Regions from separate parts of the Mus musculus genome. Here regions 1, 2, 3 and 5 are each linked to region 4. The links are chromatin contacts, called in public Hi-C and promoter capture Hi-C maps. All regions are on one chromosome and are shown on one strand. The core of a region is the stretch at or near the end of the contact, and the rest is flanking DNA. Distances in the headings are between cores, read along the strand shown.

Region 1 (2,700 bases), core at 28-2,527, 310 kb after region 4:
TCAGGGGCCTCACAGCTGCCTCCAAAGCTCTTCTCTGCTCCAACAAGCTGTGTTGGGGCAGGAAAAGGTAAGATCCATTTTACAAAGAACTTCTTCTCCAACAAATTCATTAAAACTTCCCCAGTTTTCAAAGCAGAAAACAGAGGCCCCATACATCTGGACCATCAATTCAGACCAGAGTGGAAAGCTGTTTTTTTCTTAAATTTTCCAGGGGCCGTCTGGAGGACCCAGGTAACATAGACAAAAAATAGTAATAATAATAATAATAATAATAAAGACTGAGACAAGTGATGTGCTAAGGGCTAAGGGTCTTTATCTGAGCATCGCACATTGTAGGATACACACACACATGTATATACATATATTTACATATATTATATATATATATGCATGCTACACTCTACCGAGTAAATATACACAATCATTCTGTGTCAGTTAAAATAGACATTTTATTTTTTTTAGGTAGGGCCTCACTATGTAGCCCTGGCTTGCCTGGAACTCATTATGTAGGCCTGGCTGGCTTCAAACTCACATAGATCCACATGCCTCTGCTGTGTAAGTACTGAGATTAAAGAAGTGCCCAGCAAAAAATAATATAATTTTTTAAAGCCCAGCAATGGTTCATACCTGTTATCCTAATACTAAGAGGCTAAGTAACAGGAATGCCCAGTTTAAGACCGTCCTGGGCTATTCTGCAAGTTTCAGACCAGCCTGGACTATAAAGTAATACCCTACGTGGAAACACACACACACACACACACACACATGTACATATGAATCCCTGAGTGGTCCTGCCTCAGTTGGTTACGGTTAACACACCCAAGGCCCCCTTGCCCCAACTTTGCCTCACCACCAGATCACCCACTGGCTAGTCCACGTATGAAAGCATGGAAAGGGTTAAGCTGCTCCCACACAAGCCCACCCCACCCTCAGAGTAAACCCCATTTCTATTTCCCATCTCCCCCATCTCCCTTGTGCCTTGCTCACAGTCACAACCACCTGCACTCACTATTAAGAGGCAGGGAGTGGTAATGGGAAAATTCCACCTCTAATTGCAGTATTCCCTAATTGCCGCTCCTGAGCCACCACATCAGCCCAATTATAGGCCGCCCAGACAGGGTTCTCCATGGCTGAGGACTCCCTGCCCTGCTCAGAGGAACCTGCCCTTGCAAACGCCAGAAGGGAGCCTCCCTGACTCCAAGGGGCCCAGGCTGCCCAGTGCTGAGTGCTTTGGCCCTTCAGTTCTGTTCAGGGGGGCAGAGAGAAAGGAGGCAGGCTCCAAGGACTGAGGAAGCTGGTGTTGGCAAGCAGCCCACCCGGGCTCTGGAAGCATCACCCTACATTGGCTATCATGAATGTTTCTCTTGTGTTATGGGTCCCTAGGTGTTCTGGGATATTTCCTGCCTTGTGTCTTTCAGAGAGTTTCTTAGTCCCTCCAAACAGAAAGTAGAGGAGAGAGCCCTGCTTTTTTATTGTAAGACAGGGCCAGTGACAGCTGTGCCAAGATGGAGGGCAGGAGTTATACAAGCAGGATATGGGTGGGGCTGAGTTCTGCCGCCACCCATGCATGACCCGCCCAGGCTCTGCCTTCTCTCGTACAACTGCTATTTCTACAACTGCAATCTTGAGGCCCCGGATAAATACCTGGGAGCTACTTGGAAAACGCATACTGGGTACAACTCACCCCCTGCTTCCTATGTGGCAAGGAAGGGCTAGGAGGGCATCCAGAATCCAGGACCTCAGCAGCAGGGCACTGTGCCCAGCCTGGAGACCACCCAGGGAGGAAGCTTCCAGCAGTCCTTGCTTGAGATGCATCCGGGGAGCCTGGCCTGGAATTTACTCTTGGGGCTGGCAGCCGAATGCTCCCCACAGCCCCTCAGGACTGGTCATCTGTCGCCCCAGTAACCTCTTCGAACTGCCTGTTCCAGACATGGAAATGAAGGATGGCTGGGACAGGTCCTTCCCAGAAATTAAGCTCTGGCAAGAAACGGCTCATTGGGCATCAAACAGAACTGGCTGGAAGTTGGAGGCACTGGAATGGGCGGCTACTCTGTTGTGGACAAGGACAGACAAACGTGGTTAAAAATTACTCGCTCACACAGCTCTCACCCTGCACTGTTCCAGAACATACAGGCACGCATTCACTTCATCGTCCCCCAAACACCCTACTTTGGGGACAGGTAAGCTCCATTCTACACACGGGATGACTGAAAATAAGATTTGATTAACAATTTGCCTAGAGTCAGAACCAGGATAACACCCAGGCAATCTGCCCATAGTCACTATACTGCCTATGGGGGGAGGGGGGAAATGTTATGTGGCATTTCTCCACTTAAACTATGTCATTTACCACAGGCCTCCTGGATGCCAACAGAGTCCAGGGCTAAATCTCCGTTTCCTGGCCTGGCTTTCCGGCAGAGCAGATGGTGAATAACCAACCAGTTGTATGTGTGGATGCTCACACAGGGAGCTAAGGACTACCGTGACAACAGTATTAATAGTATTTACACATACACCCTGCAAGCATTAAAACACGAGACCTGGGCTGGAGAGATTGCTCAGTGGTTAAGAGCACCGACTGCCCTTCTGAAGGCCCTGAGTTCAAATCCCAGCAACCACATGGTGGCTCACAACCATCTGTAATGAGATCTGATGCCCTCTTCTGGTGTGTCTGAAGACAGCTACAGTGTACTTACATAT
Region 2 (2,700 bases), core at 111-2,610, 350 kb before region 4:
AATTGAACCCCAGTCCTCTAGAACAGTCAGGCTCTTGATTGCTATGCCATCTGTCTAGCCTCAAATATCTAGCTTTGTTTTGTTGTTGTTGTTGTTTTTTTTTTTGAGACAGGGTTTCTCTGTGTAGCCTTGGCTGTCCTGGAACTCACTCTGTAGACCAGGCTGGCCTCGAACTCAGAAATTTGCCTGCCTCTGCCTCCCAAGTGCTGGGAATAAAGGCGTCCGCCACCACGCCCGGCGTTGTTGTTGTTTTAAGGTGGAATGGAACAAGAACTCCCTTTATAGCTGGCAGTGACTGTGTTTTCCTGATAAGGCTGGTGAAACTTCATACTTTTAGCTTTTTCTTCTTTAACAAGGGAAGTCTGGAGTATCTCAGGATGGCTTTGAACTCTAAATGCAACTGAGGATATAACACTGAACTTCAATATGTGCCACCATAACCGTGTGTGTGTGTGTGTGTGTGTGTGTGTGTGTGTGTGTGTGTGTGTGTATGATGCTGGGGATCTGACTTACCAACTTAAGTATGACTATAGCCCTATTTTCAGTCTCTTTTCTCTGGGCTAAACATATCTCATGCTTTCTGGGTTATCCTTTGTGGGGAGGCATGGAAGAGGATCTGGCACCAACGACCCCCAAAATCAATGGTCTCAAATTGGCCATGGCTCCTGAAATGGTCCAATTGTCTCTATAAGATGAACACTTATTTTCGGGCTGCTAAATTGGCTCAGTGGGTAAAGTACTCGCTGTCAGCCCTGACAATTCCAGTTCTGTAGACTCTCCTTAGACCTCCATGCACCCACCAGATCCCGTACATACATCAATTAATAAAAATAATCTTTATTTTAAAAGTTATCTATTACATTCCAGACATTATGACTATATAGATCTGCTCTAAAAGAGCTACATATATTTATTAAAGATTCACTGTTCACGGCAAATTAAGTAGCACTATTAATAAATACCTGACAGCAAAAGCACTTTTTAAAAAATAGCGGCTGGATAGTGGTGACACACACCTTTAATCCAGCACTCGGGAGGCACAGGCTGGCTGATCTGAGTTTGAAGCCAGACTGGGCTACATAAGCGAGTTCCAGGGCAGAGAAACTCTGTCTCGAAAAAAAGGGCAATCAATGTTTATCCCAGGCCACGGGGCTGATCTGAACTCTGTCACTCAGTACTCCGAACCCCCGAACCTCCACGCCCTGGCCGGGGAGCCTCCACGCTCCGGGTCTACAAGGAGTCCGATTGCCATTGGCTGCGGCAGGAAGAGATGCTCCAATCCCCGTCCAGTAGCACGCCTCCGCCTGGGATCACTTCCGTCGCGGGGATCAATTTCCGCCCAGCGTGCCGTAGACTCTCGCGCGGGTTGGAGCCAAGATGGAGGAATACGCGAGAGAGCCGTGGTGAGTTGCCGCCGCCGCCCTTGTCCCTTAATTACCTCCTCCATCCGCCGTGGTCGGAGTCTGAGGTGCAAGCGGAGCTCCGCGCGGCTCGGCGCCGAGATCTGGGCAGCTGTGGGTAGTGTGGATGAGCGTGACAAAGGTGGCTTTTTAGCGCAGTGTGCCAGGACCCCAGCACCCCTGTGACCTTGTGGTGCATTGGGAGGAGGTCCGGTGCTGGGCTTGGTGGAGCTTTGGAACCTCCTCCCTATGGCAGGTGCTGTCGACTTTGTGCGGGGACAATAATGATCCCTTCTGCCTGCTGAGGCGACCTTGAACACGTCCCTAAGCCTCGCTCTGCTCAGTTTCTGCCTCGACGAAGGGAATGTAGATCTCCGAGTGCCATACCCGAGGCCTTATGCCTATGAGGACTAAGTGTCCCCACGATGAAGCATTTCAAATGAGTAGACCACAAATTTCACCCAACATCCAAGGGGGCTGGATGAGCTCCTTGTAGGCTGAAGCGGCCTTTCCTATGTGGAATTCCCGAAGAAAAAAGATATATCAGTATGTGGAAAATAGGAAGAGATGAGCTGCGTGTGTTCTCTGAAAAGCCATGAATAGACATAAATTCATTAAGTGTTTATTAAGTAAGGGCTGTATGCTTGGCTCAAGGTGTAAACAAGAGTAAATCAGGCATAGCTGTTTGCAGTAAATTAATGTAATAGCTGTCGAGTCTCAACAGTTGTTTGAATAAAGCCTCAGGTGTCACAAGCTAATAGATCTTGGTATTCTGGGTTTTTGTTTGTAATGAGCGTCAGGGTATTATCCTCAAATAGTGTGTCTGCCCAGGATTTTAAATTATTATTTGGTGGCACTCCCAAAAGTATGCTTCAGCCTTCTGTCCTCAGAGGAGGTTATCTCCATGTGTTGGGGTTGGATATGCAGGGTTTAGCTGGACTGTATAAATTGGTACTAGATGCCGTATAATGACACAGATTAGCAGGAGGGGTAATTTTGATACATTTGAGTTTTCCCCAGGTCAGGTGGCACAGGCCTCATGAGGTAGAAGCAGGAGAGCCAGCAAGTTTAAGGACAGCCTGGGCTCCATAGCAAGTTCTAGGGCAGCTGGGGTTAGACCTTGTGTCAGACATATTTTCATCAGAGTGCACTGTGCATGCTGGTAATCTCAGCACTTAGGTTCTAGGCTAGCCCAGGATACATAGCAAGGCCATGTCTTGATGTTTGATAAGTTACTGGACATTCCTTTTTTTTCTTGGTGTGTTCTGAGGCCAGCGCTGTCTGAAACAGTAGATGGTTT
Region 3 (2,700 bases), core at 175-2,674, 300 kb before region 4:
CACATTACAGGAGTCAGTTTTCTCCTTTTATCATGTATGGATGGAACACGGGTCCATCCATAGCATCCTTAGCAGCAGGTATCCTTATCCACTGAGCTATCTCAGCAGCCCCACATTGCTTATTGGATGTTTTTGGATGAGGATAGTTATATTAAAAAGGTTTCTGGTGTTGGTCTGGGTAGTTACCCTTTAACCCATCTCTAGAGCCTGTCTCTTGAGTTTGAGGCCAGCCTGGTATATGTAGCTAGACAAAGTTTCAAAAATGAACAGAATCCTGGGACTAGAACCCATTTGTAGAATGCTTGCATAAGAAGCTCTGGGTTCAATTTCCTGCATCTCCAGAGGGATTTTGTTCTGTAGTTTTAGTTTTTCAAGACAGAGTTTCTCTGTGTAGCCCTGGCTGTCCTGGAACTCACTCTGTAGACAAGGCTGGCCTCGAACTCAGAAATCCTTCTACCTCTACTTCAGGAGTGCTGGGATTAAAGATGTGCGCTGCCCTCCTCCACCCCAATTTGTTTTTGTTTTTTAAGGGCCCCGGTAAACAGTAAATTAACATGTGCATCCTGTTTGTCTTTGTAATGACTCAAATGTTGGGCTTCTGACCACTAGAGGGCAGCAGGCAGATACTAATGGAGTGGGCGGAGAGAAGGGTAATCAGGAGCAGACCAGACTCGCGGATAAACCAAACAGCACCGCCAGCCGACCCTAGGCGAGGAGAGCGCCACAGGCACCAAGGGAAGACTTGAAGTAGTGTCTGATCTCTACCGCTTCAGCAACCATCGCGTTTGGGTGGGCTCCAGACAGGCAAAGTGCCAGCAAATGGTCTCTGTAGCTGACTAGACAGACTATCAGACCCAAACCACCACTGGACCGTGAATGTTGCCCAGTGTGTTGCCTAGCCGCTTTCAGAATCCCAGCTTCTGGGTGTTGTGGAGGAAACCCCTTAGCCTCGGTAACTTTCACCAGGCCCTTCTTGTCTCTAGACCTCTAGACAGTTGGAAGCATCAGTCTTGACCCAGCCACCGGTTCAGATTCCTTGCCTTGCTTTCTCCTCCCCAGTTCAGCCCTGGCCAGGCCCCCAGGAAGAATTTCCAGGGCCAGAGGGCAGCCTAAGGCACAGATGCCCACCCCTGCAATGTTCCCGCCACCTGCCCAGTTCAGTACCCAGGGCCCAACCCCAGAGGGTGCGGAATGACAGATTCTGACAATCATTAAACCAGCCAGGCCTGATTTCCCAGCACCGCCTGCTAGGATCTGGGCCAAGTGGCACGGAATATGCAAATCACCTGGGACAGGGAGCCCAGTCTGAAGGCCAGGAAATCCCCAGCATCCAATGAGCCACCAGCTCAGGTTACAACCGGGGACGTACGCCGAAGACCTGGAGGGGAGGAGCTCCTGCTTTGCTCTATTTAGAGCGGGTGGGGGCAGCGCCCTGGCCACACTCATCACTGCTACCTGCGGAGCCTTCGACCGCTTAGATTTCTTCCCTTCCTGTGGCCTCAGAAGCCTGCTCACCCGCCTGCCACACCGAACCCTGACACACCTCGGTACGGTCACATTCCCTAACTCTGGCTTCAGGAACCGTCCAGTGGATTTACAGTTCTGAACTTAATCACTCAGGCTTGGAGGTTCCTAGCTGGAGTGTTGGGGCTACTGTGGGTGTATTCTGGGACTGGTCAGAGACCAGATCGGTGTCTTGGAGGGACAGGGTGGCTTCTTTGGTTCAGGAGCCCACGTGATTTGTGGAGAGAGCCCCAGAAGAATTTGTATCATGGTCCCACCCGCTTTGAGATTATTTTTATTTTTCGGAGCCGAATTTCCCAGTTTGGCGCCAGCTGGCCTGACCCTTCTAGGCTCAAGAGAGCATCCAACCTCAGCTTCCCCAAGTAGCTGGCTCTTGGTGGTGATGGTGGTGGTGGTGGTGGTGGTGGTGGTGGTGGTGGTGGTGTGTGTGTGTTTGTGTGTGTGTGGTGGAGGGGGGGGGTGTTGAAGAGAGAATGTCTACAGCAACACTGAACTTCCTGCCTCTCGGCTGTTGCTGCCCAGGCTTTGCCAGACAGAAATGGAAGTGTACCCTGACCTGTACCCTCCCCACCTTGTCTCCTCTTCCCAGGGGCCCTCATGGCTGCCACCTGTGAGATCAGCAACGTTTTTAGTAACTACTTCAACGCCATGTACAGCTCAGAAGACCCCACCCTGGCTCCTGCTCCTCCGACTACCTTTGGCACTGAAGACTTGGTGTTGACCCTGAACAACCAACAGATGACACTGGAAGGTCCAGGTGAGTGCTGTGTAAAATCTTTACAGACAGGACACCAATGATCTGAGAGGCTCTTAGATGATAAATGGACAGGGAGGAAGGGTATCCTGGAGTTAGTGGCTGGGGAGGATTTATTCATTCATATGTTTGTGTAGTACTGGGGAAAGAACCCAAACAAGACCTTATTTATGCTAGACTGTGTTCCTAGTCCCGAGAAGACTGTAGTGGCTGAGGTGGTGGGAATATAAGAACTGTGGTGACAGATTAAGGGAGGATGAACTTGAGAACTAGCCATGTTGTGATTGTGGATATGTATCTGTCCCTCTCCGCCCCTCCTCGGGTTGTGTAGGACCTCAGACAAGATCCCAAAGGGACAGGACTGATCCTCTGGCTGTACTCCACCTTGCAGAGAAGGCAAGCTGGACTAGCGAGCGGCCCCA
Region 4 (2,700 bases), core at 120-2,619:
GCCTCTATCGTTTTAAGCCTAATGAAGCCTTGTTATTGGGGGTGGGGTGAGGGAAGCATTGTGTGTGTTGGGTGGGGGGGCAGTATTTGGCTTACACTTCTACATCACAGTATACTGCTGAAGGAAGAAGGCAGGCCAGGAACTTAAACAGGACAGGAACCTGGAGGCAGGAGCTGATGCAGAGGCCACAGAGGGCTGCTGCTTACTGACTTTCTCCCCATGACTTGTTCAGCCAAAGCATTGCTATTTTATACAGAAATCTGAAGGACTATTTTCAGTAAAACGAAACAAAACTCTTGTAAATACAGGGGACTAGAAAAACAGTTCAGCGGGTTAAAGCCCTTGCTGCACAGGCCTGACAACTTGATTCAATCCCAGCAATCCACAGTAGGAGAGAACGCTCTCCTCAAAGTTGTCTTTGGGCAATCAATTACAATAAAACTACCTACAACTGTAAACTGTATCTTTATATAAAATAAGAACATAGTGGAAAGGCATGCTAATCAAATTAGAACGAGGGGGAAAAAGGCAGTTTCTCTCAAAGAAGCCATGAGACTATGATAACAATTGGTATATACAAAGTCTTCTCGGGTGAGAGATGGCTTAGCTGTTAAGAGCACTGGCAGCTCTTCCAGAGGACCCAGATTCAATTCCCAACATCCATCTGACATCTCATAACTAACACCGTCCTGTGCCTCCGAGGGCACCAGGCATACCCGTGGTGTGTATACATACATGCAGACAAACACTCATATACAAGAAAAGTAAATAAAAAATTAAAAAGTCCTTTGGTATAAAAGCCATGTGTTATCATGTATTTTATGAATATAAAGGGTTTTCACAGAGCCGGGGCTTGGGGGCATAGACACTGGAGGCGCCTAGGTAGAAGTCAGTTCCAGGTCAGCCTGGGCTACAGCGACACCTGTCTCACAAACAAAACGAAACCCTCAACCAAACAACCATAACAGAGTTCCTTACACTACGGCTTCAAAAGATATTTTCCTTTTAATTTTTTTTAAACCGGCGTTGTTAGCCTCTTTTCCAGTAACCACTCCCCGCAAACGTAAGCTTTTTACAACTGCACTGACTCTTCGTAAAATTCTTTGTGTCCCAGGCCTGAGGTAAATAAATAATCAATGCACAGAACCTGGGTAGGTGGCAGATGCTGGAGGTAGCCTTGGCGCGCCCAGGGCGGTTCGCTCTCCCCGCCGTGTTCCTCCCAGGGCCGCTCGGGTAGAAACGGGACTCCTTCCCCAGACTCTCCGTGACCTCGGGCTCGTTCCCTCAGGTGGCACTCGCAGCACCCGTCAGCAGCCCCACTTACCGCGGCGCGCCTCTGCTGTGCTCACGCGGAACCGCGGAGACCGTTGGAATGACTCCACCCCCTTCCAGGAGAGGACTGTGATTGGTCCGCAGCAAACCTGGGGGAGGCGCGCGCCCGCCTATTGGCCACCGCTCAGAGCTTGCGTCCGCTCACGCACCGCTCAAATTGGCGCGCGCACGCGTATCCGGAATTCTCAGTTCCCGCTGTGGTCTTGTTTGTAAATCGACTGTGAGCTGGGAAGGCTGGGAAGTCATCTACAGGAGAGGAAAAAAAAAAGGCAACTGGACACGCTTAATCTGGAGAAGTGACTGCTGAGTAGCTGCCTTTATATCTTTGTTGTGGTTCTGTGGAACGGGGTCTCGCGATGCAACCCTTGCTTAGCTTGGAATTTGCTATGTAGCTCAGGCTAGCCTGAGACTCCTGGCACTCCTACGCAGCTTCCCAATGGCTACCAGGTCACCCAGGCTTTAAGCAATGACAGGGGAAACTTTACAACTTCATTTAAGATCAGTAGTCTAAAGATACAAGTTAGCCGAGCACGGTCGCGCAGGCATGTTGAAATAAAAAGGTGAGAATTTGAGACCAGCCTTGGGTACATAGATTTCCTCCAGATGAAAAAAGATTTTTTTTTTTAATTTATAATTCTGGTGAACAAAGCATTCCATCAGGACTCTGAAGAGTAAAGTGGATGGAGTAAATTTCTCCACCACTGGAAATGTTCATATGGAAGCTTCAACCTGTTAGGGGTTAACGCAAGAGATCCTCTGCACTGTGAGGAAGTTAAGGATTTCCCCCTCCCTCTCCCTGAAAACAAGCCCGCTCTTCCTACATACTGTGCCAGCCTTTGATCCCTTTGAGTCACACACCAACCACGGAATAAATGACTTTCAAGCGCTCTTCCACCTCTAGAAAGGTATTTTCTAAGCAACCAAGTGCATGATTATAGCCAAGTCAGCTTTGAGGGCACAGCTGCGAGTGCCAAAAGTGGGTAGTCCTTGGGAGAGAAAGGAAAGCTTAAGACCTGAGACTCAGCAGAACTGGAATTGGTTTCAACTCTGGGAACCCTGGGGGTGGGACCAGAAATCAATCAAGGAATCACCTTTCTCTTTCACTGCTCCTAGCTTTTTGTACAGCTCCATAGCATAGACCTAGCAGTCGGTCTTTCTGAACTTCGAAGCTAATATAATTTTGGCTACCGCGGTGATGTCTGCATTTAGTCCAAACTGATGTTAAGCTACAGCTGGTTCCTCATGGAGGTTTTTATGGTGTGTTTTGTCTTCTGGAGACCCTCAGACTCATTAGGACTCTGACTGACTCTGCTCTGGGCTTCCCCAATTTAGTTGTAGGACTGAGCCAGAGGGTAGATAGTGAATTCT
Region 5 (2,700 bases), core at 194-2,693, 510 kb after region 4:
AGAAAAAAGAAACTATTCATCTAAAGTCTACAATCCTAATTTCCTAAGATTAAAACTGAGATTCTACATTGTCATCTTTTGTTCAGTAGCTCCTTCAAAAGGACTCTGGACACTCCCCCCCCCCCCCAAACTCTGCAACATGTATTTAACCAAAAACTGAGACAACTTGCTAAAGTAAATGCTTTTTGTTTTTAAAAGGTTTGCTTAAGCTAACATAGTTTCAAACTATGAGATGCAAGAAACTGGGGATTTGCTGAATTCTCAGGAGCTGAAGATTATGAAGATTTCCTAGTGTTCTAGCACAAGGCCCAGCCTGTGATTAAACTTTAAGATTTGTTTCATAAATGACAGTAACCTCAGGGCTGCAACTTTCCTCCTAGCACAAAGCCTGACCATATATTCACCATTCAAAAACTACACATTCTAGAACAGCTAATATGTAAATAGAGGGGTTCCATTCTAAATCATTCTAGAAGGAAGAAAAAAGGCAATGAGAGAGAGAGAGAGAGAGAGAGAGAGAGAGAGAGAGAGAGAGAGAGAGAGAGAGAGAGAAAGGAGTTCTCCCCTAAGAACACCAAGCTTACCATCAAGTATTAGGGAGACCTAGGTAGGCAAGGAGTTAGATATGCGGTAATCATGGAAGCTGCAACAGTATCTTGGTAGCTGTGTCTCCCGGTTAAGCAGGGACTACACTAAGGTTCCCATGGTCAAAATCTGTAAAACTGTATTTGGGATGTTCCACCAAGGCAAACGATACTTAACAAATTGCCAAAACCGCGTTAAAGGGTCTGCATTCTCAAAAGGCACTGGCTTCATTACAATGTGTTGGAGTTTCCAAATCTCCCACCCCATACCTTGCTTTTTTTTTTTTTTTTCAAGATTGCTGGGGATAAATGCCTTACAAGAGGAGGTGAAGACCACTATAATTTGGGAGGGAAAGGGAATTATCTTACCTTCATGCATGAATATACCTTACACCTCACTAATATTCTTAAGAAACTTCTTTAAAACCCCAATGCGCTACTGCCTACCTTCGGAGGAAGCCCACTCCAATCTTTGGAGTGTGTAGCTTTACTAAATAAACGTCCCCTTACTGTTTCTCAGCTGAATTCTTTCCTCCCAGGTTAAACCTTCTCCCGGGGCAGGCGGCAGCTGCTCCGGAGAAGCCGAGAAGGCAGCGCTATGCCTGCAGCGCCCCAGCTCATCTCCTACCGACCCGGGCTGGGGGGGGTACCCGGGTTGGGGGAAGGCCGCGCCCCCGGCTGAGGGCAGAGGGAAAGGCCGTGTGTCAGGGCCGCGCTCACTCACCAGGGCTCCTGGGCCGTCCGAGCCGAGGTGCTAGGCGCCGGGCTCCCAGGCGGCTGAGCAGCCGGAGCGCCGCCGCTGCCGCCCGGACCAGCCGCTGCGGAGCAGTCTCCGTGGTAAACTCCAGTCTCGGAGTACGGCGACCGCGCGGCATGATGACGTCACGCCACGGGAGGGGCGGGCCTCTCCTGGGTTACGTCACCTTAGGAGGCCGAGCCAAGAAGTCCTGCTTACCTGAGAGCTCAGAAAAAGAGACCTGAGAGTGGGTAGACGGGTGGGTGGGGAGTGCCGCGTGTGACAGTGCGCTGGAGGCCAGAAGGACCCAAGACTGGCGGTCCCCACGCGGTATGGCAGGCGCTAGGCTGCGTTCCTGCCACACTCGGGAGACCCACGGGGTTTCAGAGTTCTCTAGGTCGGTTTCTGAAGAATCAGGCTCCGCTTCACCATAGGGAGGACTTTCCCATCCCGGATAACCACAGGGTCCTAAATGTGCCTGTCACCATGAGGCGATTGCTTCCTTCACTCCAAGGAAAAGGAACTTGTGGATTGACTGAGCCACCAGAAATGGGTCGCAGTAGGGGAAACTGCAAAGACCCTTCTCAAAGAAGACGCCACAGCCATCTCCTCTCCTCTGACTCACCATGGTCGTTCATTAGTGCTGCGGTTCTTAGGACGTTTGCTTTTCGTTGATTTTGACTTTTTGCCTTTGGCTGAGAAGGGAAAGATGTTTCTTGTTCCAGTATAGATGAATGACTAATTGGATTATCCAGTTTTCCTTTGCACGGCGTTTGGTTCTTAGGGATAGTAAAGTGTAGTCAAGAGGGCAGCGTCTTCGTTTTACATAGTGTTTTCTTCGTGTCATAGCTTCTTGATCCCAAACTGTTCCTGACATTTAAATATGGTGGACAGAGTGCAGAATTGATAGAAAATGTTGAGGGCACTCTGGAAATAGTTGTTAAAATGATCAATGTAGATCTATTTTGTCTAGGTTTTGTAGTGTAGTCATCAGACTTCAGGGCAGGAATGCTTCCCCACCAAATCTGGACCCAGAACTACTACAGCAGATGAACTTAAGGTAGCTAGAACAGAAGCTAACGATCTTGGGCACCAGGCACATACATGGTGCTCATGTATACATGTAGGCAAACCATTTATGCACATAAAATCTTAAAATTACAAAACATATCTACTGGTTCTCCTGGTCTTCTCTGGCTACTTCTGCTTTTATATATGCATTTCCCCTAGTAACATCTTTGCCCTTTTTCTTTCATCTAGGCAAATGCTTTCCTGATGAGCAGAAAAACACACAAATTCTTTAAGAATTTCTGTGAGAGCTAGACATTACACGTGCATACCCACACTTGGGAGACTAAAGCAGGAGAGAACAAATTCAAG

What was found. Promoter capture Hi-C pulls out the DNA fragments that hold promoters and counts their contacts. A called contact is a pair of places that touch in the nucleus more often than the background predicts. Capture Hi-C pulls out chosen DNA fragments and counts their contacts.
Region 1: a contact with region 4 is called in a Hi-C map of cerebellar granule neurons, with 1.9 times the contacts expected there. The contact joins the enhancer-like site here to the promoter of Ube2t in region 4. A contact is called at or near these places in 15 of 39 promoter capture datasets (the 3T3-L1 cell line, the C10 cell line, HPC-7-derived erythroid cells and 9 more), 14 of 484 Hi-C or Micro-C datasets (the N1E-115 cell line, cerebellar granule neurons, cerebral cortex and 7 more), 12 of 115 datasets of contacts at active chromatin or transcription factors (astrocytes, embryonic forebrain, embryonic stem cells and 5 more) and 1 of 9 other capture datasets (embryonic stem cells).
Region 2: a promoter capture Hi-C map of adipose tissue shows a contact between it and region 4. The contact joins the promoter of Timm17a here to the promoter of Ube2t in region 4. A contact is called at or near these places in 5 of 39 promoter capture datasets (cranial neural crest, fetal liver, hippocampal neurons and 1 more), 3 of 484 Hi-C or Micro-C datasets (CD4 T cells, CD8 T cells and natural killer cells), 3 of 115 datasets of contacts at active chromatin or transcription factors (bone marrow-derived macrophages, effector CD8 T cells and memory CD8 T cells) and 2 of 9 other capture datasets (adipose tissue and liver).
Region 3: a promoter capture Hi-C map of adipose tissue shows a contact between it and region 4. The contact joins the promoter of Elf3 here to the promoter of Ube2t in region 4. A contact is called at or near these places in 3 of 39 promoter capture datasets (hippocampal neurons, liver and stem cell-derived epiblast-like cells), 7 of 484 Hi-C or Micro-C datasets (CD8 T cells, cardiomyocytes, cortical neurons and 1 more), 3 of 115 datasets of contacts at active chromatin or transcription factors (effector CD8 T cells, memory CD8 T cells and pancreatic cancer cells) and 3 of 9 other capture datasets (adipose tissue, liver and pancreatic islet).
Region 5: a contact with region 4 is called in a promoter capture Hi-C map of pre-B cells, with 4 times the contacts expected there. The contact joins the promoter of Klhl12 here to the promoter of Ube2t in region 4. A contact is called at or near these places in 5 of 39 promoter capture datasets (the 3T3-L1 cell line, hippocampal neurons, liver and 2 more), 3 of 115 datasets of contacts at active chromatin or transcription factors (astrocytes, epiblast stem cells and memory CD8 T cells) and 1 of 9 other capture datasets (macrophages).

What each region holds. Positions count from the first base shown.
Region 1 is chr1:134,650,683-134,653,382 of GRCm38.p6, reverse strand. It overlaps a transcript of Syt2 not described here. Among named protein-coding and RNA genes, the nearest start is that of Syt2, 57 kb to the left of the region's middle. Within about 2 kb of position 1,277, at least 74 of the 459 cell types and tissues checked have an H3K27ac peak or open chromatin away from gene starts, as enhancers often do. A contact at or near this core is called in the N1E-115 cell line, astrocytes, cerebellar granule neurons and 2 more, where this site is marked.
Region 2 is chr1:135,312,397-135,315,096 of GRCm38.p6, reverse strand. Timm17a (translocase of inner mitochondrial membrane 17a) reads left to right here and starts at 1,360. Exons shown (of 6, transcript NM_011590.2): 1 at 1,360-1,403. The coding sequence starts at 1,378.
Region 3 is chr1:135,257,196-135,259,895 of GRCm38.p6, reverse strand. It overlaps Elf3 (E74-like factor 3), which reads left to right and starts at 1,424. Exons shown (of 9, transcript NM_007921.3): 1 at 1,424-1,547; 2 at 2,114-2,281; 3 at 2,670-2,700. The coding sequence starts at 2,122.
Region 4 is chr1:134,961,234-134,963,933 of GRCm38.p6, reverse strand. It overlaps Ube2t (ubiquitin-conjugating enzyme E2T), which reads right to left and starts at 1,369. Exons shown (of 7, transcript NM_026024.3): 1 at 1,148-1,369.
Region 5 is chr1:134,454,274-134,456,973 of GRCm38.p6, reverse strand. It overlaps Klhl12 (kelch-like 12), which reads right to left and starts at 1,443. Exons shown (of 12, transcript NM_001311136.1): 1 at 1,309-1,443.